Regions from separate parts of the Mus musculus genome. Here regions 2, 3, 4, 5 and 6 are each linked to region 1. A link is a contact called in public promoter capture Hi-C data. All regions are on one chromosome and are shown on one strand. Each heading gives the region's core, a stretch centred on a gene start, on an enhancer-like site or on the middle of the called end of the contact. The rest is flanking DNA. Distances are from core to core; before and after follow the strand shown. Region 1 holds the start of H1f2 (H1.2 linker histone, cluster member). Region 2 holds the start of Trim27 (tripartite motif-containing 27). Region 3 holds the start of Zkscan3 (zinc finger with KRAB and SCAN domains 3). Region 4 holds the start of Zscan26 (zinc finger and SCAN domain containing 26). Region 5 holds the start of Zkscan4 (zinc finger with KRAB and SCAN domains 4). Region 6 holds the start of Zkscan8 (zinc finger with KRAB and SCAN domains 8).

What was found. Promoter capture Hi-C pulls out the DNA fragments that hold promoters and counts their contacts.
Region 2: a contact with region 1 is called in a promoter capture Hi-C map of liver, with 6 times the contacts expected there. The contact joins the promoter of Trim27 here to the promoter of H1f2 in region 1. A contact is called at or near these places in 8 of 39 promoter capture datasets (the 3T3-L1 cell line, the SN4741 cell line, cranial neural crest and 4 more), 11 of 484 Hi-C or Micro-C datasets (B cells, CD4 T cells, CD4 single positive thymocytes and 7 more), 10 of 115 datasets of contacts at active chromatin or transcription factors (astrocytes, cardiomyocytes, embryonic forebrain and 7 more) and 3 of 9 other capture datasets (adipose tissue, liver and macrophages).
Region 3: a contact with region 1 is called in a promoter capture Hi-C map of the SN4741 cell line, with 5 times the contacts expected there. The contact joins the promoter of Zkscan3 here to the promoter of H1f2 in region 1. A contact is called at or near these places in 4 of 39 promoter capture datasets (the SN4741 cell line, cranial neural crest, liver and 1 more), 2 of 115 datasets of contacts at active chromatin or transcription factors (astrocytes and fetal liver) and 1 of 9 other capture datasets (liver).
Region 4: a promoter capture Hi-C map of liver shows a contact between it and region 1, with 6 times the contacts expected there. The contact joins the promoter of Zscan26 here to the promoter of H1f2 in region 1. A contact is called at or near these places in 6 of 39 promoter capture datasets (the 3T3-L1 cell line, embryonic stem cells, hematopoietic stem and progenitor cells and 2 more) and 1 of 115 datasets of contacts at active chromatin or transcription factors (astrocytes).
Region 5: a promoter capture Hi-C map of hippocampal neurons shows a contact between it and region 1, with 4 times the contacts expected there. The contact joins the promoter of Zkscan4 here to the promoter of H1f2 in region 1. A contact is called at or near these places in 2 of 39 promoter capture datasets (hippocampal neurons and liver) and 1 of 115 datasets of contacts at active chromatin or transcription factors (astrocytes).
Region 6: a contact with region 1 is called in a promoter capture Hi-C map of hippocampal neurons, with 5 times the contacts expected there. The contact joins the promoter of Zkscan8 here to the promoter of H1f2 in region 1. A contact is called at or near these places in 5 of 39 promoter capture datasets (the SN4741 cell line, hippocampal neurons, liver and 1 more), 1 of 115 datasets of contacts at active chromatin or transcription factors (embryonic forebrain) and 1 of 9 other capture datasets (liver).

What each region holds. Positions count from the first base shown.
Region 1 is chr13:23,737,246-23,740,895 of GRCm38.p6, forward strand. It overlaps H1f2 (H1.2 linker histone, cluster member), which reads left to right and starts at 1,562. Exons shown (of 1, transcript NM_015786.3): 1 at 1,562-2,286. The coding sequence starts at 1,604. The coding sequence ends at 2,242.
Region 2 is chr13:21,178,023-21,181,672 of GRCm38.p6, forward strand. It overlaps Trim27 (tripartite motif-containing 27), which reads left to right and starts at 1,909. Exons shown (of 8, transcript NM_009054.3): 1 at 1,909-2,892. The coding sequence starts at 2,473.
Region 3 is chr13:21,400,859-21,404,508 of GRCm38.p6, forward strand. It overlaps Zkscan3 (zinc finger with KRAB and SCAN domains 3), which reads right to left and starts at 1,897. Exons shown (of 6, transcript NM_001145778.2): 1 at 1,814-1,897.
Region 4 is chr13:21,452,181-21,455,830 of GRCm38.p6, forward strand. Zscan26 (zinc finger and SCAN domain containing 26) reads right to left here and starts at 1,547. Exons shown (of 6, transcript NM_001347491.1): 1 at 1,398-1,547.
Region 5 is chr13:21,477,091-21,480,740 of GRCm38.p6, forward strand. It overlaps Zkscan4 (zinc finger with KRAB and SCAN domains 4), which reads left to right and starts at 1,759. Exons shown (of 3, transcript NM_001039115.2): 1 at 1,759-2,419. The coding sequence starts at 2,003. Gm40828 (a long non-coding RNA gene) reads right to left here and starts at 1,735. Exons shown (of 2, transcript XR_873159.3): 1 at 1,513-1,735; 2 at 527-1,133.
Region 6 is chr13:21,529,574-21,533,223 of GRCm38.p6, forward strand. It overlaps Zkscan8 (zinc finger with KRAB and SCAN domains 8), which reads right to left and starts at 1,541. Exons shown (of 6, transcript NM_139141.4): 1 at 1,372-1,541. It overlaps Gm32724 (a long non-coding RNA gene), which reads left to right and starts at 1,496. Exons shown (of 5, transcript XR_001780870.1): 1 at 1,496-1,581.

The sequences.
Region 1 (3,650 bases), core at 312-2,811:
TAATCCCATTAGGCTGTTAATTCCCAGAGGACACAAGCCTAGGAGATGCTGCTTGCAAGTGCTAAACTAAGGTTATTACGTGAAACCACGCGGCCATTCTCAGTCTTATAAAATATGCTTTGTTTCACAAACATCCCTGAACTCAATTTGTATAACCTTGGGACTTTACCACGCTTTAGTGCTGACAAACTCATCACATGTTTTTATGTAGACATATACTTAAACAGAGATTTCTGATAAAATTAGGGGAACTTCCTTTGCCCCATGTATTAATTATACTAGCAGAGAGTTTATCTTGTATTTTCTCTAACAACAAAACCATGTTGTAGTTATTGAAATATGAAGCTGAAAACCTTAAGCTAACAAAGCAAAGTTGACTAGAATGCAGATTGCCATATTCCGAGGAACTGAGAAGAGATGACATACAGCTGTCCACTATAGATGACATGATAATTTGTACTTATCTTGTCTCTTATCTTATTGGTAAAATTGGTTACATTTTCTATTTCAAATATTTAGCTTGTTCAAATCTATGCCAAAGGTAACCTTTGGAAAGCCAGTAAGTTTACTGACATCTGCATCTCATAGTCTCCAAGTCTAGAAGGTCCTCCTGTACTAAGACAAACTATTTTCTAGATTAGAATTCCCGTGCACTGAAACTTATATCTGTATTGCTGCCAAATAAGCAACTAAATCCTCATCACTTTAAAAACAGATCTTTCAAAGACTCTAATTTGGCATTTGGGGGAGAGGAGGGCTCATATAGACTTTTAGGGTTCCTTTCCCTTCTTATTATCTTTATTCTTCAGAGCTAGACCCCTACCTTGCAAAACTCAGAGGGGAACCAGGAGCTTTAAAAATATAGCCCAAGGTCTCCCTTTATAGAAGTCAATGGGGTGCCCCGCCCCCACCAATGTAAAGCATTTTAAAGTCAGTGTCTTTAAATCAGATATTTAAGTCCTAACCCCCCCCACCACATTATACACCCCCAAGGCCTATGAACCCCCTCTCAATTTACCCCAAGTGTTTTATACTGGAAATCCCAGTCCTAGTCCATAGTTGTGGTGGGTCTGTAATCAGAAGTCACTAAGGACTTGTGTTACTTCCCTTGCGAAGAAACAGAATAATTGTGAAAATTTAGGCGGAAATCGTTTCATTTTTGTCCCTAAATTAAGGGAAGGATGTGCTCTATAATCCCTGAGAAAAAGAACTTTCAAGGGCAAAGGAGCGACCAGGTAATTTAGAAGAAAAACAGAAAGTGGTCTCTATCTACCCCGGACTTCCTTTGGAGTTGGGGGAATTAGGGACTCCTAGGCGCGTTGTCTTTAGGGATGAGGAAAAAATAAACATATATCCTGAAGCCTGAGACTTCTCGGATCCTTTACCGACCAAACTCGAGAGATTTGGTGCAAGATATTTTAATATTTTCTCCTTTTTGTGAAGTGTAACAAACACAAGTTGGGCGCAGCGCGGCTGCTCAGAGCTTGCCAGGCAGGCCGCTGGAGCACCAATCAGCGCGCGCCTGCGCTCTATATATACAGCGCCGGGCCCGCGCTACTCTATCGGCGTACTGCCACTAGTTCCTGACTTCCAGAGACTCATCATGTCTGAGGCTGCTCCTGCTGCCCCCGCTGCCGCGCCCCCTGCGGAGAAGGCGCCTGCCAAAAAGAAGGCCGCCAAGAAGCCCGCCGGGGTGCGCCGTAAGGCGTCCGGACCCCCGGTGTCCGAGCTCATCACCAAGGCTGTGGCCGCCTCCAAGGAGCGCAGCGGCGTGTCCCTGGCTGCGCTCAAGAAGGCGCTGGCGGCCGCGGGGTACGATGTGGAGAAGAACAACAGCCGCATCAAGCTCGGCCTGAAGAGCCTGGTGAGCAAGGGCATCCTGGTGCAAACCAAGGGCACCGGTGCCTCCGGCTCCTTCAAACTCAACAAGAAGGCGGCTTCTGGCGAGGCCAAACCCCAGGCTAAGAAGGCAGGCGCGGCCAAGGCGAAGAAGCCCGCGGGAGCAGCCAAGAAGCCTAAGAAGGCGACTGGTGCTGCCACACCCAAAAAGGCGGCCAAGAAGACCCCGAAGAAGGCGAAGAAGCCCGCGGCGGCGGCTGTGACCAAGAAAGTGGCCAAGAGCCCAAAGAAGGCGAAGGTCACCAAGCCCAAGAAGGTCAAGAGCGCGTCTAAAGCCGTAAAGCCAAAGGCTGCCAAGCCCAAGGTTGCCAAGGCCAAGAAGGTTGCAGCCAAGAAAAAGTAGGCTGCCTCCCCTAACAATCCAAAAGGCTCTTTTCAGAGCCACCACTCCCACTTAAGAGCTGTGACATTTGTGTGATTAATGAAGCAAGGTTGCAAGGGACTCGATCCCGGCAGCACTCGCTCCCCCGGTGGGATGGGTGGGGTTGCGTGTCCCACCTAGACTTGTTTGTGCTGGGCTGCTCAGGAAGTGCTATGGGCTGGAACACCCTCCCACGGCTGTCAGCAGCAGAAAGCAACCCTCGGCGCTAGTTCGTATTGGACTGCAAGGTGATTTGAAAGTTCCGCCCTGCTTGTGGGTTGGCTCACTCCGGCCCAGGACTCTAGTTCTTCGTTTGATTGGGCGCCATCCCGAAGTTTGAGCTTCCTGCCTGGAGAAACGCATCCGGGGCTTGTAGGTGGCTTCTATGCTCAGCCTCTTGTGGGGGTTAGCCTGGAAGTTTGGGAGAAGGTGGGGTGCTGGCGCCAACGAACTGCCTTCCTTAATATTAAAGACATGGGGTAGCTGCCGGAACGACTAGCCTGCACAGTTAAGTTGGACTCGGGACTGAGACGATTGCTTCTCGTACTTTCGGTTTGTTTGCCACAGCGATGGAGTTGTGGGTTGAACTGCGTCACAACCTTTTGTCAGCCATTTTTTTTTCAAGTTTTTTACCATTACCAATTACACTTGCTTTGCCTTATTTTGATCAGCATAGTTGTAGATTAACTTTGTTTTGCCTCAGCTTCCCGAAGCGCTTGCTTTATACGTGTGTGTCGTCACTGAAGATTGACCTTGTATGAATACTGAGGTTTCTTGGTAATGCTTTGTACAATCCAAAATGTTAAATTGGCTATCTGTTGAAAGTGTATGCTTCTAATAAAAAGCGTTTAGTTTTCATTCACTGTTGGACTCTTTCATACCCACAGTCTTTGAGAGATTCAGATTGCTGATTTGTTGCAGCCTGGATCATATTTCTGGTGTACCCTATAGTGAGATGTGAAACGTGCTTTTTGGAGACCTAAACCAGAAATTTGTTCAGTGGATCCAGTGTTGATTTCAGTGACCTAAGTGTTTAACGTGGGAAAGCCAGATCAGAAAGTAAAAATCCGTTTTCTCCCAGTGTTTTGAGCCCTCACTTTAAATGAGCGAACAGCTGTTTTAGTACAGAGCATGATAAATAGACCCATCTTCCCAATTCCATGCCCTCGGGACCGACTCTCTCGATTCTTCCCAGCTTTTATTTCATGTTTGTCATAGGTTAAATTCCTCGAATAACCTGAATCTCAACTTTCTGCGTCTTTTTTTGTAGTTTCTAAGGTAGAATTAGACAAACTCTTCTCGGTGCTATCGTCAATGTGGAGGATACTTGGTACGTAGCAATGATTCAAATATTGTTTGGTAAACTTATAATAGGAAATAACTAATTCTC
Region 2 (3,650 bases), core at 659-3,158, 2.6 Mb before region 1:
AAGGGAGTCCACCATTTTGTACCAAGCTCAGTGGTTTTTGGTAATGTCAGATATCAACCTTAGCAGCAGGGTTTCTCTGACAACTATAGTTGATTAAAAAAAAATTCATAGCAGCAATTTCATTCATCTAACTACTGAATCATTTCCAAGTCATTTGCAAACAGATAAGGTATTGCAATAATTTAGGCCAAGGTGGAGGAACAAACACAAAAACTGCGTGGATGGGTCTGAGACGAGCACTTGCCTAGCTTAACGTCCTGGGTTCGAGCTCTAACACTGAAAACACTGGAAATGAGTAGGCAACTCAGCCATAAAGCTCATGACAAGCCTACTAAATTAGTGGAGAAAGAGAAAACAGTTATCGCTTGAGAAAGGAGGGAGCCTGTAGCAATCCTGGAAGGGGGAGCGCTTCCTTTCCCCTACTTCCTCCACCTTGCCCTACTTACCTGGCTTGTCCAGGCCATCTGCCTTGAGGTTAGGAAAGCAGAGACCGCATGAGCCCTGGATGACAAAGCTAAAATCCAGAGCCGCACTGATGACCTAAGAACACATATCTGCCACCTGCATTTTTCATAGTTCTACACCGGCTTGCAAAACTGAATTCTTCCTTCTGGAGTAAGACTGGCACTTTCAATTCCTTTCAACTTCAGTTTTGTAGCAGAGTAGACTACAGTGTAGCCTAGGACAAATATTCTACCATTTACTGGAAGTGTGCTGAGTTGTTTTGAGCCTGGAGTTTCAAAGAGCAGGTGGGGAGAATGGAGGTTTGGATGAGCGAGACTTGTTAAGTACCTCGGATTTCTTGTCCCATAGGGAAGAATCAAGCAGAATCCAGTGAAGTGATGGCCTGGATACAGAAATTCCCTGTTGCTCAAACACAAGGGCAGGCACGGAGTCAATCCCAAAGGAGAGTAGGAAAGGCCATGGCATAAGTGACAGCGCACAGAACTGAAAACCTATTCTGTGATAAGAAACCAGGCTACAAGACCTCCTCCGGTCATCACAGGACTCTCGATTGGGCAGAAACAAGCAAGTTTTAGGTTCTACTCAATGTCATTCGATGTACTGGGTGCTTCATTTAAACTAGCGGATAAAGATCTTTATGCTCAAGCTGTGGTTTGTTTGTTTGTTTGTTTGTTTGTTTAAAAAGGTGTAACTCCTTGATGGGGAAAATTCCTGAAAGCAATAGGGTATGGGAGCTCAAGGAGGGCACTGAACTAGATTGCTGGGAGTAAGAACTTATTAGAAGAGTTATTAACGTCATGGGCAGAAGGACAACACTACAGTGGACAATCAGAATTTTTGGCCCCAGCGCCGCAGGGCCCAGGCTGGAGGTGAGGGGTGGGGGTGGGGGTGGGGGTGGGGGAGTGTTCTGAGAATGAGGCCCACGTGGCAGAATCCGGGTTGTTTCTTCGAGGGTCTCATAGGAACCCACAGCCACGTAGGTTCCTCAGCAGGTGGCAGGGAAGACGAGAGAGAAGTGTGTCGCCAGGCAGCCCTTTGACACGTCGGGTCTGGCTACTCACTTGAGGAAGTGAGACACTGGGCACCTGAGGAGCCTGAGAAGAAGTTAGGGACTCACAAGCGGGCTCTCGGTGGGGTGGCTCCCTAGTAACGGTAGAGCTAGGGAGATGGGGGAGGACTTCATGGTCTGGTCAGCACTCTGGTCGGGATTCGATCGGTCCCCATTTCACACGAGAAGAAAATGAGGCTCGGAACGATAAACCGATTTACTTTAGGGTGGAGATAGAACTGGGCTTCTCCGTTTCTGCCCCTGAGAAAAGTTGCTGATGATTAAACCCTTTTCTAGCGATTGTTAACGCCTGGAGCTGGGTGTGTCACACTGGGAGGGGCCTAGCTGGTCTCCCCGCCCAGCTTTCCGGCATTTATGCAAAGCCATCTTACTTTTAAAGGAGCCGAGGCCTAGCCACTAAGAGGAAACTCAGCAGAAGACTACGGGCCCACAGACGCTTGGAGTGACCCGACGCCACTGCCAGGGGACACTCTGCTCCCACTGCACGCGACAGCCACGACCGACTCCCGGGCTGGGTGCCGGGGACCCAGGACTGTGCAGAGGAAACCCGCTTTCCCGCCCCGAGAGAGCAGAGCGGCGCGGGAAGCCAGGCCCCGCCCCCGGCCCACCTCTTCCGCTCGGCCCTGAGGAGTCTGCGCGGCCGCGGGACCCCTTCCGACGCGGCCACGTTGCCCGGTGAGCCAGCCCGCGGCGCCCGGTTCCCGACTCCCCTCGGCTCGGCTCTCAGCCGGGCTCCGGGGCCCAGGCCTCCTCCCCGTGCTGTCGGTGAGGAGCAGCTGTGCGGGGACGGGTCTGGCCGCCCGAGAGCTCCGCGCGCGTCTGCGATCCCCGCGCCGGAGGCCCCGCCCCGCTCCGGAGCCGAGAAGCGGAGCGAGCGCGCTGAGCTCCGACAGAGCTCGGCTCCGGGCTCATGCCCTGCGGCCCAGCCGGCCCGCGCCATGGCCTCCGGGAGCGTGGCCGAGTGCCTGCAGCAGGAGACCACCTGCCCCGTGTGCCTTCAGTACTTCGTGGAGCCTATGATGCTCGACTGCGGCCACAACATCTGTTGCGCGTGCCTGGCCCGCTGCTGGGGTGCCGCGGAGACTAACGTGTCGTGTCCGCAGTGCCGGGAGACCTTCCCGCAGCGCCACATGCGACCCAACCGGCACCTGGCCAACGTGACCCAGCTGGTGAAGCAGCTGCGCACCGAGCGGCCGTCGGGGCCCGGCGGCGAGATGGGCGTGTGCGAGAAGCACCGGGAGCCTCTGAAGCTGTACTGCGAGCAGGACCAGATGCCCATCTGCGTGGTGTGCGACCGCTCGCGCGAGCACCGCGGCCACAGCGTGCTGCCCCTGGAGGAGGCGGTGGAGGGCTTCAAGGTAGGGCCGGGCCGGCGGACAAAGGGGCGAGCCGGGGGCTTCCTGGTTTGATACCGAGAAAATGGCGAGCCGGACGTGGGGCCCACCGCCGTCATTTCCTCCCTGTCGGCTGCGGAGCCTCCGCACTCAGACTGGGAAGGAGAACCTGTAGCTGGCGAGGCCAGGAGCACCCCCACCCCCACCCCGAGCGCCCCTGCTAACCGCCTCTACGCGTGCCGCGACTGGGACGGCGCGAGGAGACCCTCCCTTGACAAAGGAGATGCACATGGAGCCAAGTACACTTCCATAGGCCTTGAACGCCTCGAACTCGCTCTGACCCAGGATACCAAGCCAGACAGTCACTGTTGGCTGGCTGAATTCACATCGAGCAGTGCCCATCACTTAATCTGTGTCCCCAGCACTTCCCTGTAAACCTGTTTTAGAACTGAATGGAAATGAACAGAGCTTTTTACTGCTTAAGTAAATCATTTAGCCACTCTCAGACTCGGGAGATGGCTTATTGTGAAGGGGAAGTGAACTCACAGGACCTTTGTGGAGTGTTGAATAAACACTGGCACAGCTACACAGTAGTACGAAAACGTTACATATAAAGTAGCTCTGAAGTGATAATGATCTTGAGGGCTGCAGGGATCTATACCAACAGAGTTATATATTTGTTTAAGTGTGAGTTCATCCAAATGTCAGTCACGTTTACAAAGCTGTCACCTGTATCATTTCACTCGCTGGAGATAAGTTGTAATTTAGTAATGTTTACTGAT
Region 3 (3,650 bases), core at 647-3,146, 2.3 Mb before region 1:
GAATTACTATCAATTCTGTTCATGATAGTATGTCTAAATTAAAGCTCCTACTTTATAGCACATTGCTGTACCTGCAGATGAAGGGATCTGTTGTCTTGGCCTCTAGTTAGCTGTAAAAAGAATGAAAGAAAGACAGGGGAAGGAGAGCAGGAAAAGGAAGGAAAAGGGAGGCTGGTAAGGACGGATGGGGGAAAGGCAGGAAAAGCATGACTGAAGAGGACTATAAGATTTATGGCTGAATGGTGGGCCTACTACTGCAGGTGAGATGGAGTTTCTCTCTGATTCACATTCAAATCTTTACTAATGTCATTTTAAATAGTAAACAAAACCTTATCTTCTTTCTTTCCTGAGTACAGGCCAAAGCATTTTGTTGGGATCAAGGAAGAAGAGTAGAGCTGAGGCTAGAAAAATGAACACTGATACATTCTTAATAACGGCTTCACACACTCACGTTTTGTCAGCTTGCCTATCTGGAGTCTCACCAGCTGGGCAGAGTACAAAGGTACAGGATCAGAAGACTGTTTACCAACACAGGCGTTTGCCAAATAAGTAAACCAAAGACAAGGGTTTTGTTTTTGTTTTTGTTTTTTGTTAAGTTACAAATAGAGAAAAGAATGCTTCAGGGATCCCTGTATACCCTCAGGAGGTTAAAGATCCAATTCCTTAAGAAAAAGAAGGAAGATGAAAGGACTTTCAAAGACCACAAGAGGCATCAACTCAATGACCATGGCAAACTGTGTATGGTCAATATTAGCTTTAAAAACCTGCAAAAAGAACAAAGGGTGTTAGTGGGAACTCAGGATCAGATCGACTTATCTCTAATCTATCGCCAATCTACCTATCATCACTTCTAACTATCAGCCGTCCGTGTGGTTCTCACACTGGAGAGGAATCTCGCTGAGGGTCAGAAAGCTGGCAGGTCGGCAGCAATGTCTGCTTACAACAGGGTCCTAATCCTTCGCGGTTAGACGCTCCTCCTGTTTCTCAAGCTCCTCCTCCCACCAAAAAAAAAAAAAAAAAAAAAAAAAGGCATCCCCAGGATTTTAAACCTCTGTGAGCCTGACCATTACAAGACACTACACAAACCACTTTTACTCTTTGCTGTGGGATAGGCTCTTTTCCAGAATGTTCTATTTTCCCTCCTAAAATACAGAAATCATTCATTATAAAGAGAACTGATAAATAGTACTAACATTCAAAAGACAACAGCCAGTACCAAGGCTGATCGATGAAGAGAAAGTGCTGTCCTAGTTAGGAAAAGCAACAGGAATAATAACAGCTATCTTTACACTGTGCAGATTACCCCGTGCCTGGTACTATTTTAAGCACCTTTGCACAAATGAAGCCATTTATTCCTCACAACAATCCAGTAAGTTAGGCGACATCATTATCCCCTAAAATAGCAAAACACAGAAAGGTTAAGGGACTGGGGGGAGAAGTCACAAAGGAGCTGAGGCCAGATTCGACCAAGCAACCCGATTCCAAAGTTCTGGCTCTCTTCCAGTACCCCAGAATAAAGACCTTGGAACTGACCTTGTCTCCAGGAAAAGCAAAACTGTGACGTCTCCCATTTTCAAAGCTTAAGTACAAGACCCGAGAATCCCATCGCCAAACGCCCTGAGACTGACCAGACACCCGGAACCGGCCTGAGGCGAGGCGCCCGAGGCCCTGTCGGGCGCTCGGCCCAAGTGGCCACCGAGTTTATCTTCTCGGCGCCACTAGGCCGCGGAGGAAGATGTTTTGTCCCACCCCCAACCCCCACAAGCAGCCGACCCCTGCGGGAGGACGGTAACAGGACGGGACCCAAACCCACCCGCGAACGCAGCACCTCGTAGCACCCCGCAGTCACAAAAGTGTCGAAAGTCCGACCCCGGGGGGCGGGGCACAGAGCACTTCCGGCTTCTCTAGGCACCAGCGACACTCTATGATCCCCCCCTTCTCCCTCCTCTTAGTGGTTGCTTCGTAAAAAGACTTTTAAAAAGAAATTCTTTTAGCTGAAGTAGCAATGCAACATTTTCTCTCCTCCCTTTACTTCCTCCAGTTTTTTCCGTCCTCTTGGTTGCCTCGTAAAAAGACTTTTAAAAAGAAAAAAATTTTAACTGAAGTAGAATTACATCACTTTCCTTCCTCCCCCTAGTCTTTTCTCCTACCCTCTCACTCTCAAGCTGATAGCCTCTTTTCTTTGTTATTGCTACATTCATGTGTGTTTGTGTATATGTATATATGTTGTATATATGTATGTGCATGAACAAGTATATATCTATATCTATACAGATATAGAGATATCTGTATCTATATATGTACATATTCCACTGGCTAAGTTTTTGTTTTTATATGTTATTTGTGTGCATATGATTTCAAGGTTTCAAGACTGCATTGGACAGCTAATAAGAGGGCTCATCTTAGGGAGAGACTAATTCTCCATTTCCCAGCAGTCAATAGTTGCCAGTAGTTCTTTGGTTTGGGGTGGCACCCTGTGAAATTTTACCCCCTTCCATTGATATTGATATTGTCTATTGATACTGCAATTGTTTCAGTCTTGTGTATGCAGCCATTTCTTGGAGGCTGTTTCACAGCTGACATCCTAGATTTCTTACAATTTTTTTTTTGCCTCCTCTTCCTCCATGTCCTCTGAGCCATAGATGCAGGAGACATGATGTGGATGTATCTGTTGGGGTTGGGACCACCATGATCTGTCAGTCTTTGTTCTGTATCCAATTGGGTTTTTAGTGATGGTCTCTATTCTTTATAAAGAAAAGCATCTTGGATCACAGGTGGTAGCTACATTATCCAGGAAAGATGACTCTAGCACCAAGAGACTTTCAAAATTTGTTTTTTCCAAGGACAACTAAGGGAAGATAGCAAAAGAATGAGCTCCTATATAGCCTTCCTGAAATCTCTGTGATGTCAAGAAAAAGGAAAATTATATGTTCTCTATCGTCATAAAGAAGCCCTAGGGAAATGCATAAGAAAATGTTTGTTTAGAAACTGCATGAAAAGGGAAAATAAAAGTGAGAGGAAATTAAACTATTAATTATAAATATATAACAGTATTTTTGTTTTTGTTTTTGTTTTTGTTTTCCGAGACAGGGTTTCTCTGTGTAGCTCTGGATGTCCTGGAACTCACTCTGTACACCAGGCTGGCCTCAAACTCAGAAATCTGCCTGCCTCTGCTTCCAGAGTGCTGGGATTAAAGTCATGCGCCACCACGCCCGGCAACATATAACAGTTTTCAGGACCATTCTGAATGCCCTTTATAGAAAAAGCCAAGATAATTTAATCTTCAACTTATAATTAGCAAATTTAGCAAAGCTACTAAAATTTCAAAATTGATATTGATAGTTACATTTTTATAACAAACACAAATAAGAAAACATCACCTTAAAAGATAATCATTACAGTAGCAAGAAAATATAAAAGAGACCTCAACAGAAACAGAAAGGCTTTATTTATTAAGGATAGATAGTTGAAAGCCAGAGAAATTGGCTCATTCCTATGATCCCAGCATGTGGGAAGCTGAGGAGGAAGAGCCACTTCAAGTTACAGCTCCAAGTTCCAGGCCAGCTTGGAGTTCTGGATTACAGGGTGAGAGCCATCCTCACAAAACAAAACAGCCCCACTCATGGTCATGCAAGTAAACACAATTAAAC
Region 4 (3,650 bases), core at 297-2,796, 2.3 Mb before region 1:
CTCTTACAGGGAAAACCCTTTAACCTTTTTCTTATTGATTAGTCACAGCTCATGTCACAGTCAACAAGCCAACAGAGCTGCTCCACCTGTGCGTCCCTTGCTTAGTCAATCTCCACAGACACCACACTAAGAACGACCTCACACTACAGACGAAACTTGAAGAGTTGAAGAATTTATGATTTTACACAGGTTTCCAAGCTGATCTTCAGGGGTTTGTTTTTTTTTTTTTTGGTTTTGCCCCCCCCCCCTCCAGACCCCTTCCCCCATACACACACAGGGTTTCTCTGTGTAGCTCTGTTTGTCCGACAATTTGCCCTGTAGATCAGGTTGGCCTTGAACTCAGAGATCTGACTGCTTCTGCCTTCCAAACCTGGGATTAAAGACGTGAACCACCAACGGTGGACTGAACTTACCTTTGGTCCTTTTTTAAATCTACAGACCCCCGAATTATGAATTTATTTTTTCCTTCTCTCTCTTGTGTGTGTACATCTGATCCAGAAGCAAAAGCTGTGGGATCCACCTGGCCACAACTACAACAGTCAGTCTTCACTTCCTGCCAGATTTCCTGCCAGTTTTCCTTTTCCCCAAGGCTCTCACTCCCTAGCCCACAATGGGCAATTCTCCCAAGTGCTAGGATTATAGAAATTAGTCACTATGCTCAGATGCAGGTTTTTAATTGCACCCAACTTTGGTTTGCAACCCATTCTTGATTTCATTTCTGCTCATCCTCTAATCTATGCACATTATGGGTGTCCAATTACAAGACCTGTCTGAGTATGTCCTTCTATCACCCAAGACCAAGTTCCTCACACAACCAAATGGCCACTTTGTTCACTTACTTATCCTCTGTGGCAATCTTATTCACTGCGCTCGAAATACCCTGGTGCCCTCGTTAATCCCTAAATAAGACAGACAAGCTCCAGCTTTAGGGCCTCTGTATTCGCTGTTCTCTCACGTATGCCTTTTAAAGCCGCCTCTGTCTACCCATCTATTTCGGATTATCTACTCAAATATTCTATTTACTTACAGTGGTAACTACTTAAACATGCAGAAGCCATGTGTGGCAGCTCCAGCTTATGAGCTCAGAGCTCGGAGATAGAAGGATAAACAGGAGTTCAAATTAAGAGTATACGCCGCCAAATGATGAGGCCAACACGGGCTTCACGAAACGCTCTTAAAACCAAACAACAACAAACAAAAAAAGGGGGAAAAATCCCTCACAACAAAATAAAGCAACAGAACCCAGGAGTGCTGGCAATCTCAGCCATCAGAAAGCTGAAGTAGGAGATACGCTGGAGCTTGCAGTCAGCTTGAGCTGCGCAACAGCAGGAAACCGCCTCACCAACTACGTCCTGAGCTCCCTCCCTCTCCCATGCCCCGCAGCTTCCGTCACGCACCAGCTTCTGGTCCTCCCAGCTCCGAGGTGTGGAGAGTTTCTGTGTATCAACCAGACCCTCCGCTCGAGAGTCCCAAGTTTGCGGGTTCTCTCTCCGCTGGAACCCGATCACCGTACGTCCCCCTCGCCCTGGTCGCAGGGTCAGTCACACGTCTCTCAAAATCTGCGTTCCAGCCCAGTAGTTTCCGGCTCCGCTCTAGGACGATGGGAGGACCAGGACTCAACTCGGTGGTGTCCTGACTGGGTCTAAGTTGAAAGATTTCATTTACATAAATCAGACCATTTCGTTTGACTGTTTTCACACAGAGATGTCATCTCTATCACTAGAATAACAAAGCTCGGGCTGTAATCACAGCCACCAGCAAACAGACACAGCAATTGAATCTTTAGGTTGGGCTTTAGGCAAAAGCTGGCATGATCATGTAGGTTGGATTCTAGAGAACCAAAGTTAATTATTAGTGCTCAAGTTTATTCTTCATTCCCCACCCTTTTGCCACCAAGTTCCAAAGACTCCTATCTGTGCCTTCTTTATTTGGTTGCCTGAGTGTAGGGTTTAGAATTTAGAATTCAATGATATTTGAAGAGAAGTGGGGTAAAGATATGCCGATTTTCTTTCTAAAGTTTCTATGTTATTGTTGTTGTTGCTGCTGCTGCTGCTGAAAAAAAAAGTGGAAAAAAAAAAGTGAAGTTCACTTTGTTATTTTAAGCTTATCTTGTTTGACTTCGAACGAAGGCACTCAACAGAGCTTAGTCTGGTTAATGTATAGTGGTGTCAGTTATATGCTTTGCAGTCTGCTAAGCCAATGGTGTGTAAAGCTAACTCAGAACAAACATGTCAGAACAAACACAGCTTTAAGATGTTTTGTGTGCAGATTAACTCAGAGCAAACAAATCATCTGTTTAAGTCCTTCCTATAGTGTCTAACACAAAGTCCCCTACCACCCTTCCCTCCCCTATAATCCCCCTTGTTAGCCATTTACTTTGATAAATAGGCCACAGTTTGAGGTTCACCTCCAATCATTTGAGTGAGAACTCACATTAGGACTCCATCCTTTCCATGTTGACTGAAAAGACTTTTGCAAGCCCCAAATTCCCATGGTAGGAGCAGATGTCAAATCCCCTTTTAAAGGTTCCAAACCCATAACTATTTCTGGGTCCATTCAAAATTTCATAAAGGGGCTTAGCCATAGAGTCAAAAATTGGGACCAAATTCTACAGTAGCCTGTCATACCCAGGAATATGTTAAATTGCCTGAGAATTGCAAATTTTTGTTCCCCGTTTGTCTAACTGTTAGTCACTGCTTTCCAAGCAGACTCTTCTTTCCAGGCTAGAGGAGGAAACCCAGTAATTCCTCAGCCCGCTGACAGATTTGGGCCCTGCAGGCTAACAGTCCTGGTAAATGGTTTAAAGTCTCCTAGTTCCCAGTTACCTGCAAGTCTTTGACATCCTACTGCAACATGTCACCTTTCAATAGTTGGGCTTTTAAATCTTAACCCAGAGAGATGGTCCAGATGTTAAGAGCCCTTGCTGCTCTTCTAGAGAACCCAGTTCACAGCGGTTAGGCTCTCGGCTTATAATATCCTACAACTCCAGCTATAGGGCATCCAGGGGTTCTTCTGACCTTGTGCAGCAGCAGCAGCAACAACAACAACAACACACACACACACGTACACACACACACTTTAGAAAGAAAATTGGCACATCTTGGTCCTTCTTCTCTCCAAAGATAATTGAATTCTACATTCTAAGCCCCATCCTCAGGCCATCCAATCCTGCAAAGTCCTAGCATCTGTATAATTTAGAGTTGTAAACTGTTAAGTCTGATTCCAGCCATTCAAAGATGGAAAGGATCCTCCAATACTAGTAATAAAAACCGGAGGAATTCCAGGGAATGTGATTCGTCAGACTGTACTGGCTGAGAAGAGCAGAGTATACAACTAGCAAAATATCAAGATTTGCCTGCAGGTCTTATATAAATGCACGTATGAGACTGGGGCTTCTATATTAGTAGTATTATTGGCAATACATGAGTATATTACCGATAAGTCCTATTTCAGAAAATAACTCATAGAATTATTCAGATACAACTCATAGAATTGTTTCAAGAATTTGCATGGTCTTTATTAGATTTTTGTTGTACTGTCAGAACTATGTGCGGTCCTAGATTTGGGACCCTATTCTAAGGCCGTTGAGGATACAGCTCCAATATCTTTCTAGTTGTTGCTGCCCACGCAGATTTGAGTTTCAGTTGCTT
Region 5 (3,650 bases), core at 509-3,008, 2.3 Mb before region 1:
GATGATTGATGTTGAAAGAAACCCTCACTGTGCATGGTGCCATCTCTGGACAGGCAGTCCTGGGAAATACATGAGAGCAATTCAAATAAACCAGGGAGCAAGCCAGCAAGCATCATTCCTCTAAGGATTCTGCTTCACTTCCTGCCCTGACTTCATAATGGTCTGTGATTGGAACTTGTAAGCCAAATCACTTCGTTCCTTCCCAAGTTGCTTTTGGTCATGGTGTTTAGCACAGCAATAGAAACCCTAACTATGACAGGAGCCGAGTTCAAGTCACAACTGCCTGCAGCCCCAGGTCCAGGGGACCTGACGTCCTTGTCTGGTTTCTGCAAGCACTAGCACACATATGGTATTCACACAAACACATAAATAAAAATAAATCTTATAAAAACCATAGTACCATTCTAACAGTTAAGTTTCCAATAATTGCTTAGTATTCCTGAGTTCTAGTTTTCCCCAATGTCTTAGCTGTATCTTTTTACAGTGTTATGGGAAGCTTACCAGAGATGATAACTGAGACACAGTGTATATACAATCAAAGTCTTTATTCCAGCCAGCTGGGACCACATCCAAGTTTTGGGGGTGCATCTGGATGTGGCCCCCAGTGTCCAGAGCATGGGATTTTTGAGTGCAGAGACTTCATCAAGGCATCTCCCTCGGTAGCTGTAGTGGAGACCACAGGACAAGCAGTTCAAAGCAAGCAGTTTTAAAAGAATTTAAGACAAGCAGTTAGACAGCCGCAAAGAGATTCCACACAAATAGGCAGCTAAGATAAAGGCTTAGCTGGAGGGGTTTCCTGAACAAATAAGCAATTTCAACAAAGCTTAGGTAATTTAGCTAGGGCATTCTGATCATCCGTTCCTAGAATAGCACTGGGTAGTTTTCCATGGGATTCTACAGGAAGATCAGATTCCAGTTAAACCTCGAAACAGCCTCAGCAAGAATATCAGATGGAGGAAGCTTGCACCACCTCACCCATCACAACAGTTGTTTGGTTCTAGTCATGGCCGAAGTAAAGTTTGTCACGGCACCTGGCAGATCGGTCTATTGAGTTTCTTTTAGTTGATGACAGTTCACCTTTCTCAGGTTTGGGAGTGCTTGCATCTAACCTTTGTGTTAGTGTGTCAGCCAGGCTGTAGAGAAACAGGAAGAAATGAAGTTGGAATGGGATGTCCATGGGGTTGGGGACTAGAAAGTTTCTGGAAGTGCATAGAGGGAGTTTGGATGCTTGTAATGCACAAACTTTTTTGCTGAAGAGCTGGAAATCTCTAGTTATTTGGATAGGTGCCATAGTAGACTATACTGGCTCTTTACTGCCTATAGTGTCTTAAGAAGTGGTGGGAAGTAGGATCTTGAGTCCGTGTCTGGAGGATTCTTCTCTCAAGTAGTTTGGCCTGGAGTGGGAGGAAAGGGAGCAGCAGGAAGAGGACAGGACCAGGGACAGACAGGCCCCTTCAGACAAGTGAGTGTCCTGCTTCTTTCACGGTTTCTAAGACATACCAAATTTCTTACCTTTTCCCACCTGCATTCCCCATTCTGCAAAGTCTACTTGCCAGCTGAATTTTCGAGTCAGCACTGTAACAATTATGAAGGCAAGCTTTAGATCAGAAAGAACCAAGGGTCCCGGATAACTTACTTCCTCTGCTTAAACATATACTCCTGTGTTACCCATAGTCTACAATCCTTTCCCCAACAATAATGGGTTAATTTGGAAAGAACCACAGAGAAGCGCATCCTAGAGGGCGCCGGAAGTGGCTTGGGTTCCCACAATGCTTCCACCAGAGTCTGGATGTAGTTTATTTGCCCCGAGCATCCCTTGAGAATATTGTGGGTTTAGGGTGGAGTGCAGAAGACTAGGATTGTAGGTGACACCTCTGCAGCTGTGCCTTTGGTGACCCAGAGCACGAGGGGAGGGAGGAGATAGATCTAGTCTGAATTCCCATCTTGCGAGAATCTTCTGCAGATACAGCTTGTAGCTAGAGGAGCCTGGAGTTGGCACAGAATGGCTAGAGAACCCGGAACGTCCGCAGCCCTAAACGCTCGGTCTGCAGAAGAGGGCACTGGGCTTCTAGTGGTGAAAGTGGAACAGGAAGAGGCCTCCCCCTTGGCAGAGGAGACCAGTTGGCTGGGCAGTCCTGGGCCTGACCGCTCCCGCCAGCGCTTCCGTGCTTTCCGCTACCCAGAGGCAGCCGGACCCCGGCAGGCGCTGAGCCGGCTCCGCGAGCTCTGCAGACAGTGGCTGCGGCCAGACATGCACAGCAAGGAGCAGATCCTGGAGCTGCTGGTGCTGGAGCAGTTCCTGACCATCCTGCCAGGGGAGCTGCAGACCTGGGTGCGCGAGCAGCACCCCGACAGCGGGGAGGAGGTGGTGGCGCTGCTGGAGTACTTGGACAGGCAGCTGGATGACACACCTCCACAGGTAGAAGGAACAGGTTTAGTTAGACCCATGTCCTGTGCCTTTCAGAAACCAAGCAAGATCCAAGGAAGGCATTGCTTAGAGCCCGCAAAGTCTGTCTATGCTGGAAACCTGAGGCAACCAGCGAACTGACCTGGGCCCCTCAGGATAGTTAATCGCATAAAGGAAAATAAAAGGATTGTGGAAGAACTCGTTCCTAGTGAGGCTGGGGTAGAATGTGCCGAGCAGAGTGCTGAAAGGTTACATATGTACTTCTTGTTGTGTGGTGAGTAAGACACGAGGACAGGTTTGAGCAGTGGAATAGGCACAAATGACTTTGTAGGTGTTTTATTGGCTTGTCACGTGAAACAACATCTGCCGTGGCTTGCTGGCAGTCATATGATGCTTATGCCTCTCACACACACACACACACACACACACACACACACACACACACACACACACACACACAAATGTAGTTCTTCCTTTGACAGTGGAGAGGAATTCCACAGTTTTCTTAGAGCCTAGAATCTAAGAGTTTTTTTCTAGCCAAATTCTTGTATACCTTGTTTAAGAGTTTGGTAGAAAACAGGGTGTTTTTTACCTCTATCTTCTGACCTAAAGCAAAACAAAACAAAACAAAACCTTTTTCGAAATTTCATACACATCAACACTCCGTCTCCATCATATTCACCAACAACTCGGCTTCAATTTCCTCCAGCCACCACATATCCCCTTCTCCCCTTCATACAACTCCCCCTTTGTAAACTACCAAGTTCCATGAGTGCCACTTGCTGTCCCATTGGCTGATCGTGTTGTTTTGATCCTGTGCAGTAACCATACTGTCAGTGAGTTTATGGGTCAGTACCCATGTCTTTCCCAAAAGGTAGCTTTTTGAATTACACGTCGCCATTCCCCAATTCTTACGATTTTTCTGTCCTGTCTTCCACGAGGCTCACTGAGCCCTGGGAGTCAGGGGTTGATGTCGATGTCCTGTTTGAGGATGAACACTGGATAGTCACTTATTCTCAGCTCTTGGGCCAGTTATGAATCTCTGAATTAACTGCCACTGACTGCATAGAAAATCATCTCTGGCTATGGTTGAGGGCGACACGAACATGTATAAACACACTCTGGCCTGTTTTAGGGGATTTCTTTTCTGCAACCCCTTGTGGCCAGGAGACCAAGGTTCCAGACTTGGAGTTGTTGTCCTGAGCTCTGTAACAGTGGGAAGTCAATTCAAGTCTTAGAACTT
Region 6 (3,650 bases), core at 291-2,790, 2.2 Mb before region 1:
ACTCCTGCAATTGTCCTCTGACCTCCACTACGGTACTGTGGCATGAGTGGACCTTACCTATCCTCCCCAAACAAAACAAAATTCTCTAAGGTTGTTTTCAAACTGGTGATTTCCCAACCCTAGTACAGCATGCAATTAATTACGGGCATGCACCAACATACATGGCCATTTCATTCTCCTCTCTAATAATTTTGTGCATACACATTGCAGTGTTGGAAAGTACCTACAGAGAAACACTGATCCCTACACACCATCCTTGAAGAACATCTGGTCAGGATGATTGCCTTATGAACGGAAAGGCAACAATCTTAGGCTTATTCGGGATCGAAAATGTTAAAGCCTTGAAAACTAAGGAAGGCACAACTCAAATACTGGCTTCTCAAGAGATGCAGGAGATGTACTTTCCTTTCTGATTAATTAAACTTGAGAGATGTCTGAGAACCGAATACAAACCAGGAATGATAATCTCCAGGTTTTAGAGATTAAGAAGAAGTAGATGAAACAAACATGCTTTGTAGTTATCTGAAATGGCATTCATTCATTTTGTTTGTTTGTTTTGGAGATTTTAAAAGTTATTTTAATAAGGCTTGAGCATGAGGGTTAGGAGAAAGGCACTCAGGAGAGGGCCAGACGCACAAGCGTGGCTATGGGCTTCTCAAGGAAGTTGCTTTGATGAATGCTTTTAAGACTGACATTTTTATATTTAACCACAAGGAACTCAAAACGTGCACATTCACTAAAATGATGATTGCTGCATAGCAATACTTAAGTGAATCGGACAAATAGAAGTATGTGGTCAAGTGGTGGTCAACGTCTTAGAAATCCAACAGAGATTACTCATGAATGACCCGAGTTTTGGGAATGGGAACCTACCGAATTTTCAAGATTCTATTTCAGTTAGCTTTAATAAACTAGGTAAGCAAAGTATTCTGAATAAGGTTTAATTTTGTTACCCCAGAATTACTTAAAGTATTTCTTTTGCATACAACTGTTCAGCCATTACATGAACTACTTTCATAATATACTTCTTTTATGGGTAGAAAAAAAAAAAAAAGAGTAACAAAAAAAAAAAAAATCAAAGATTTCCACGTGGGGTAGAGGCTTCAAAAGAAAAAAATTATTATCTTTAAAAATGAATTTTGAGACCGATCGGCAAAACTGCTGAGTAGAAACAGTTGGTACACGGGCCGGCTTTACAAGTAAGAGCGAGTGCAAAATTATATACATGATGACTGGCGATGAGGAGAGCCATCCCGTAGGAAGTTGGGGCCGGGTGTCGGCCTGCTCAGCGGCGGCAGGCCCTGAACCGACCCGCTCCCCGCTCTCGGGCCTCCGCTGCCCGAGCGCCCCTGCTCGGCCCAGCGCACTCACCGAGAGCTCCCCACGCTGCCCGAGGGCGGGAGGCGGCACAGCGCGGACAGGGAAGCGCGCGAGGAGACGCGACGGACACCGAACCCGAGCGGGACCCCTGCAGCCGCTAAGTTCCAAACCCTTGGAGCCGCAGAGCCGGGCAGCACGCATCTTGCCCCACAGCCACTTCCGGAAGCTCTCTAGGAAGCTCGGAGGTCTGACAGCTCTATGGTAGGCCAGCAAAAGGACCGAGCGCCCTCAGCTACACCAGGTGGAGGGCGGCTATGCGGGACATCCTGAGGAGTGACATAGCTTTAAGTCACCTAAGCTTTTGTCTGGCCAGCCTCGGGCTTCAGGTGACAAGTTTAAGAGTTGGGTGGCTGATCACAGATCCAGAGGCCTGCGCTGGGCTCAGGAGTATACTTAACGGATTTCTCTTTATTCTTCTTAGTTACCTTGTGCTTTCCCATTAATGCTTCATGATTACTCCAAATTCCCAACTTTCACTGCGTATTGAAGAATTTAAACCTTTGTAGTTCCTAGGAACAGTAGTATATTTATAAAGTTCCTACTGACCATTGCTTTCTCTTTGACTATGAGTGTTCTCATCCTCCAGATACTTATGGTTGGAAACAACAAAACGTCTACAAAATAACCAGACCCCTAACTTAAAATTTAAATAGAAAATTGGTGGAAAACAATGAACATTGGTTTACTTTTTAATGTCAAAGACAACTTTTATCTGTTTCAACTTGTTGAGATAGAGTTGGTGAATCTCATTCTCATCTCGAGGAAATGAGGCAGAGGACATGTGAATGTCTTACCTAGTGTCATATAAACGAATGGACAAGCAAAGAACTAGAACAGAAGGGAGAAGTCATATTCAGCCAGGAATTGCCAAGCTTGGGTCACAAGTGAACACAATAGACAGGGTTACATTTTGTTGTTTTGCTAGTTTAGATCAAGTCTCTCTGTAGCCCTAGCTGGCCGCAGGGCAAACTTCCTGCCTCACCTTCCCAAGTGTTGGGATTAAAAGCATAAATCAAGTGATTATAAATTTGGGATTATAAAATTGGTATTATAAATGTAAGTCAATACAAATAGGTTAAAGCCTTCTGAAGTTGATTCCTCTTTCAAAACAACTAAATTAGAAATAAAAGAATATTTGACTCATATTCTTTGATTCAAGTTTTTAAATGATGATTGAAGTTTTGCCCACATTATGGGCACTCGTGGTCTCTAAGGTAGATTCTGTCTATTAATCCTGAGCACTAAGTAATTTTTGGTACTGTTCTCTTTTTAGTAGAACTAATTTACTCTATAAATTCTCTGATACCTAGTTAGAGCCTAACTTATACAGGCTTTCCACACTTTATGTACCCATAGGGTTTTAGCCTATATGGATTCTCTGATGTTTAATAACACCTCTGTGCCCACTGAGATCTTTCCCATACTCTATGTTTATAGGACTTCAGTGTGTGTTCTATAATTTCCAACAAGATGTTCTTGTTGAATGAAGGTTTTTCTGCATTTATTACATGTACTGGCTGGTTCTGTGTGTCAACTTGACATAAATTAGATTCATCAGAGAGGAAAGAGCCTCAGTTGAGAAGATGCCTCCATGAGATCCAGCTGTAGGTCATTTTTTCAATTGGTGATCAATGGAGGAGGGCACAGTCTATTCTGGGTGATGCCATCCATGGATGATAGTCCTGGTTCTATAAGAGCGAAGGCTGGACAAAGCAGGGGAAGCAAGACAGTAAACAGCCTTCTCCATAGCCTCTGCATCTACTCCTGACTCCAGGTCTGCTTGAGTCCCTGTCCTGACTTCCTCCAATGATGGACTATGATCTAGAAGTGTAAGCCAAATAAACCCTTTCCTCTCCAATTTGCTTTTTGGTCATGGTGTTTCATCATAGCAATACAACCCTATACAAATTGGTACTGGGTATAGGGTATTGCTGTGACAGACCTGATTATGTTTAGGGGGAGAAATGTGGAAGGACTGGACATTTGGGCTAGAAGGACCATTGATTGTTGAAACCTCAGTGTTCTGTAGGAGCTTGGAAGACAAGAATGTTGGAAGCAGTGCTGAAGACAGAGGCTTGGAATTTCCCTCTGAAATTCCAGAGGGAAGATTAAAGATTCTATCAGGGCCAGTTGCTGTTTTGATGTAAGATTCTGTGGTTAGAATGTAAGATTCTGTAGTTAGAGCAATATTTTGATTTTATAATTGACAATACTGGGAATTCCACTTTGTAAAAGCATGTAGTACAAAGTAGCACAAGTATGGTTGTGGT